Linked DNA regions of Mus musculus: region 2 is linked to region 1. Evidence: chromatin contacts called from public Hi-C data. All regions are on one chromosome and are shown on one strand. Each heading gives the region's core, a stretch centred on a gene start, on an enhancer-like site or on the middle of the called end of the contact. The rest is flanking DNA. Distances are from core to core; before and after follow the strand shown.

The links. A called contact is a pair of places that touch in the nucleus more often than the background predicts.
Region 2: a contact with region 1 is called in a Hi-C map of cerebral cortex, with 5 times the contacts expected there. The contact joins two enhancer-like sites. A contact is called at or near these places in 1 of 484 Hi-C or Micro-C datasets (cerebral cortex) and 2 of 115 datasets of contacts at active chromatin or transcription factors (astrocytes and embryonic basal ganglia).

Annotation. Positions count from the first base shown.
Region 1 is chr1:157,552,952-157,555,934 of GRCm38.p6, reverse strand. It overlaps Sec16b (SEC16 homolog B (S. cerevisiae)), which reads right to left. Exons shown (of 26, transcript NM_001159986.1): 14 at 2,891-2,983; 15 at 1,083-1,188. Among named protein-coding and RNA genes, the nearest start is that of Sec16b, 28 kb to the right of the region's middle. Within about 2 kb of position 1,549, at least 50 of the 459 cell types and tissues checked have an H3K27ac peak or open chromatin away from gene starts, as enhancers often do. A contact at or near this core is called in cerebral cortex, where this site is marked.
Region 2 is chr1:158,546,701-158,549,762 of GRCm38.p6, reverse strand. The region is part of intron 8 of Astn1 (astrotactin 1); the gene reads right to left. The region is part of intron 1 of Gm37679 (a long non-coding RNA gene); the gene reads left to right. Among named protein-coding and RNA genes, the nearest start is that of Gm37679, 6.2 kb to the left of the region's middle. Within about 2 kb of position 1,767, at least 46 of the 459 cell types and tissues checked have an H3K27ac peak or open chromatin away from gene starts, as enhancers often do. A contact at or near this core is called in cerebral cortex, where this site is marked.

The DNA.
Region 1 (2,983 bases), core at 300-2,799:
AACAAAACATGTGGGCGGGATGAATAACGAAGGGAAAGAAAAGCAACCAAAGTGCCTACGCTGGAGCCCTGTGGAGGAGCAGCTAGGCAAGGCAAAACTCTCAGAAAGGAGAGGCTAAATGGGTCATGTATTTACAATACAGGGACTCATTCCCAAGGTTACGTGTGTTCTGTGTTGAGTGTGCGTTGCTATTGTAGCTGTGTACATTCTCAACAGCGGACCTTGAGGATATCCATTTAGACAAGGTCTCAGGCCTGAAGAAGGTACTTAAGGCAGAAAAGAAAGGTACCTTCCCATAAAAGGGAAAGAAAATACAGAGTAGTGTCGAGTGAATGGGAGATGGGGACCTTGGAGTCAGTGCTGTGGCTGAGATAGTCCTATTCCCAGCCCAGAAACAAACTACCTCGGTTTTATGCCAGTTTGCTGCAAGGCTTCAGTGAAGTTCACACTCCACACCAGCAAGAGACGCGAGAAAAGGCCACTGGGTAGCAGGTCTCAAAACACATAGGGGATCGGACTGGAGGATGACGCGATGCCTACGGACATAGGGTAGCAACGAGATGCCAAACAGAGGGGCTGAGGGGAGAGAAAAGAGCCTGGCAGTGCGGTTGCCACCTATACAACTGAAACCCTGAGAAGAAAGAGAGAATGGACTAAGGCCAGAGCAGGAGGGAAGCTCCTGAGAAAGGGGGAGTGGTCAGAAGGTGAGCTGTCAGAGGGACCAGAGGGCTGTAGGAGCTGAGGAGGAGCTGAGCGGAAGTGCTAGGAGAGAAGAGCCCAGGGCAGCAGGAGGACAGGAAGGGAGGGAGGGGCAGAACTGCAGCAAGATTTCCGCATGTATGCCTCCAGCAAAGACTTCTGAACCGTTTGCTTTCATGCTGTAAAATTCTGACCTTCCGGGAACATAAAAAGAAACCCTAAGCCTTCCCGCACTCCCGTTAAAGAGGACAAATGCAGGAGATGACTTGGCCGGTGGTACCAGGTGCCAAACAGCAAGGCTAAGAACCTGGCTGCCCACAACCTAGACACAGCATCGCTGATGGCCGCCCCGCCCCGCCCCGCCCCCCTCGGGGTTCAGTTACCTGGAAAGAAGGGATGAAGGATTTGGGGCGGCCCAGCATCTGGCAGTACTCGAAGATTTCCGTCCGCTGGATAGCCTCAATTGTTGCAAATTTCATAAACTCTTGACTAAAAGCAGGGAATAACAAGAACAGAGGTGAGGCGGAGATGCTGCTCTCAGGCAGGTCTATAAGAGGAAAGAGCCTGTGGGCTCAAGATAGACTGCACTTCCTCCTTGACCTCCATCTCTTTAGGTTTGGGCAATAAGTGAGAGTGCCAGCACTTCTAGAAGAGCCTGCTTGTGAGGAGGAGGCTCTGCACCTCCCTTAACATCCCCCTTCAACACCTCCCACTTCAACCTCCTAAAAACTAGTCCTCAGCCCTCAGCCCTCAGCCCTCAGCCCTCAGTCCTCAGCCCTCAGCCCTCAGCCCTCAGCCCTCAGCCCTCAGCCTGGCATGCCCCAGGAAAGACAGAGCAGCCTGAGCTTGCCAAGTGCAAAAGAGGAAGCCGTGGAGTCCAGGAGCACCACAGATGGCCTGGCACAGACTGGGGAGGACAATGGAGCCAGAAAGAAATGACAGATCTTGCACAGGAAGTTCATCCGGCCAGTGAGGAAAGAAAACAGGTGAATGTGATACACACACACATACACACACACACACACACACACACACTTGCCGTCTCCCCTCTACAGCTTGCCAGGTGCCCTATATTCCAGTCATCAGAATAATTCCAGAAGCTAACATATCTCAAGAAACTCCCCCAGGAGTCATGAACATGGGCTATAGGAAGCGAGGTACCTTTATGGGCTTGCTTAGCCCAGACAGACTGCCTTGAGAAGATGACTCTTCTATCTGAGCCCAGGCTCAAGAGAAGAATCTGTGAGGAGCACCGATTGCTATGGTGGTAGAGGATTAGGAATATCAGCTACAACTTTTGCTCCTGCAACCTTACTGTCTAGACTCCAAGTCCATCCTGATGGTGCACCCGAGAGGCTACCTTAGACAAGGCTTTCAATCCCTCAATACCTTGCTTCCCCGGTGCAGTTACCTTTTTATAAAGTAAATCTGTAACAAAGCAAACATTGCAAAGACACTGATAGCTCTGCATCTCAGAAATGTCTTCTTTCTCTCTCTTGAGACAGGTTCGTAGCCCTGGCTGGCTGGCTAGCCTAGAACTCATTGCACCACCCTGGCTAGCATTGGCCTTGCTACAATCCCCCTGTCTATACCTCTTGACTGCTAGAATTCTAGGAGCGCAATACCATGACTGCTCAGAAATCACAACTATTAAGGAGAAAGAGGTAGAAAGATCCAGAACAGTGAGGACCACCCAGGGTAAGATTATCTGCTTCAACTCACTCTTTCTCCAGGGCTTTGGGGTCCTTGGGGGGGGGGGGGAAACACCCTGATATGTGGCTACCAGAAAACAAGTGACTGATGCAGAAGGTTCCAAAGAGCTTGTGCTCCAAATTAATATATTGAAGTAGTATGGAGGCCCCAAAAAGTAGGCTCCTAGAATAAGCCCAGGGCTGCCCAAAATATACTATTGTAAACTTCATTTTTCTATGTTATCTCTGGTTGTGGAGCTAGGCTGCCACCCAGTGGCCAGAAGAGTTCAACACACACCAAGAGCACTAACAGCACCAAAGGCCCTCTGGTGGTGTGATGTGGCACCCTCTGGTCACCTTGCCTAGACTAATGCAGAAGATAGAGAGGAAGAGCGGGCAGTAGCGGAAATTTACACAAGAAAATGAGTAGTGAAGCCATGAAACCCAGTAAGGGCTAAAATAACCCGTGCAAATCATCTTTACAAAAGTCACATACGTACCTGTGGCTACTGCCCACCAAGGCCAGATGATCTGTCTTCACCGTATAGTGACCAAAGGGCACATGAGCCATGAGATAGCAGAAGTGAGATGCC
Region 2 (3,062 bases), core at 518-3,017, 990 kb before region 1:
CAGTTAGAGATGGGGCATAAAAATAAGAATAGGGGTGAGGATTGGAGGCAACATTTTGGAAACAAGCATATGGACTAGAGTCAAGAACTGTGATGTGGGGAGAGCTACTGGGGAAAATAATGTAATCTGTCAATGGAAAGAAGCCAAGGACCCTTTGAAACCTCTGAAGAGAAAGGACATGCAGACAATGTCTGAAAACAGGTGCTTTTCAGATCCTCAAATGTGTAGCCTAGTGTCACTATGGGAATAGAAGGAGGTCAAGGCATATATTCAAATGAATAGAAATGAGGGGAAAACACAATGTAGCGCTAGATATAGTAACAAAGAACCTTCCAAGTGAATTTCTCACTCCCTCAGAGAAACTTGGTTCTGGGTCTAAACCCACACTCTAACTAACCTAAATGTGCTTTTAAGTATCCAAGTGATGTTAATCCTACTTTTGGATCCTAAACTCAGAGATGGTATTTATTCCTTGACAGAACCTAAGAGCTATTTGTTGCTCCCCGTTCTTAAGAAATGTTCTTTGATGTAAGGATCTTACATATTTTATTTTAATCTTATTTATTTAACATTTAGATGCCTGGTATCTATACCAGGTCATCACTGCAAGAACAAGGGAAGGTAGGATAGCTTTCTGATGAAAGAAATCAAATTTCAGGAATAAGATATATAGGCCAGATGGAAATAAGAATTTATACAAACATACACATTCTACTGTCTGTTTGAATGAGGCTAAAATGGTCAAATCCATATGTAAGGAACACTGGCTGTGGCAGTCACTCTTTTGTTAATGCTGCAGGATTAGCATCAAGTCTAAATATGTGAGATGTCCGCAATTACCCAGTTGACACTGCACCAAGGAAGAGGTCTTAAGTATTTAATAGGCTGAAACTCAGGTCAAAGGAAAAAAAAAAAAAGAGTATTCACCCAGTTTTGACTTGTCCTGATCTTTTACAGAATTGAGTTTAAGAAAATGAAATACATTTGCTACTATTTTGACTCCCATGGGGTTATAAGTGTGGTGGAAGAAGAATGCTGTGTGTGACAAGGTGCTTCATTTCGGTGTTTGGGGTTTCTGTTACCTTCTGAATGACTGTGGGCTTAGACATTCAATTTATTCTTATTTAGCAACTTTTTATCCAGCTGTCAGAGGCATTAGATCTCATCACTGCCACTTTCTTTGGAAAACAGTAACCTTCGCCTGGCGATATTTTCCATCCCTTTCAGTGGTAGGAAAAGAGCCAATTAAGCCTCATCCTGCGGAGGTCCAATGGCCAAACACACAAAACAACGCAAACCTAGCAACTCCATTAAAGTTTTGCATCCATAGCCTGTGACACGGGAAAGAGGGAAGAGGATGCCAGTCACACCAGGTCTCCGAAAGTGGGGGTCACTTTCTCTTTTTAAATGAAGGGTACATGTTGTCCCCCGCCTCTGGTGAATTTCTTCTGCTTTCCTACAGAGCAAGTGAAGAAGAGGAAGAGGAGAAAAGAAAAGAAGGGGTTAGCTTGGACCATGATTTTTTGCTGGTAATGGACGAATAATGGCTCATTCCAGGAAGACAGAGAAAATGGGCTAAATTAGAAACCATTTCACAAAGCTGGGCCTCAGTATCAAGTTGAGCCAAACTCAATCCAGCACAGCAATTTCCCACCTCCCAACTGTTTCTGCCTGTGCTCAAAGCTCCAATTATATCAGCCTGAGTACTTCTTGTAAACTCCAAACTCTGGCTTCTCTTGCTTGCCTCCCCTGCCCCCACCTTGAGCTCTCTCTGGCTCTAAAAGGGGAGTGTTGACTGTCAGTAGATTTGGGCTTCCTTCCCTCCTTCAGCTTTCCTGAGCTGCCTCCCTTTTCTCCAGTTTCCTTTATTAAAAATGCTAATTCTACCATTTTCTGCCTGGATCCCAGACAAACACAGTCAAAAGGAGCGAGGATGGGAGGGAACAGGAGCGCAGAAATGTTCTGAACCAAGGAGCAGCTTTTTATCTGGCTGTCCCTCTCTGGATGCTCCCAGCCTTCCCTGAGGCTCACAGCAGTGCGAGCACAGCAGGGGTTGGGGGAGGAGGAGGAGGCTGAAAAAAATTTTTTTTCTCATTTTAAAATTAAAATCCCCTAAAAAGAAAAATTGCTGTCCTTGTAACTTTAGTAGGGACTTTTGGCTTTTGTTCTCTTTGTCAGAGTGGCAAATTTCATCTTCTGTTCTGGAGGCCGAGAGAAGGAAGAGCAGAGGCGTGCAATATACCAGGCTCCATAGAAAGAAGAGGAAGAGAAGATGAGGATGAATGCTCAGAGGGATAAAGTGAGCGGGGAGTGAGTGCGAGGATGTGGTGGCAGGGAAAGCACAGAAGGGAAATTGGAATGCTAAGAGAAGGCTGGGGTGGGCATAGCTGAAGAGGGAAGCAAATGAAGAATAAAGAAGCCAGTAGAAAACAATGAAGAGGGCTGGTGAGATGGCTCAGTGGGTAAGAGCACTGGGGTGGATGCAGCACTCTATAAACTGCATAGAGGAAAGAAGCCTTGGGGAAACCCCCAGAGATCAGTTATTCATACCCCACATCACCAGGTATGTTGTACAGGATTTTCTCCATCAGCCAGGCAATGCAGAGATGCCTGTGGTGCCCATACATCAATAGCACGTGCTCAGCCTTCCTCTTTCTTTTATTTCATCCAATTTCCTGGTTATATCTACTTCAAAGTCCTTAACACCCTGCCTCATGACATTGTTATCTTACAGATACTCCTAGAGCAGGGACACATCTTATATCAGTGTGTTTACCAAGTTATACCCCTTACGTTTGTTCTTCTCTCTCTGCAAACTAATGCCTGACCCCGTATAATTAGTTTTGGTATTCTCTCCCAGAGACCCTCATTTTTCTGTACTTCAGGTAGTAAAACACCTTTTACATTTGACCGTGAAACCCCTAGAGGCCATTAAAAGTGGTTGTCCGAAGCTGGGAAGAAAGAGTTCATTGAAGAGGAAATAATGCACAAGCTGCCATCAGGAGACCTGATCCCAGATAATTCAACATTAATCAGCTGTGTGACCAGCTGGATTAGTGGGA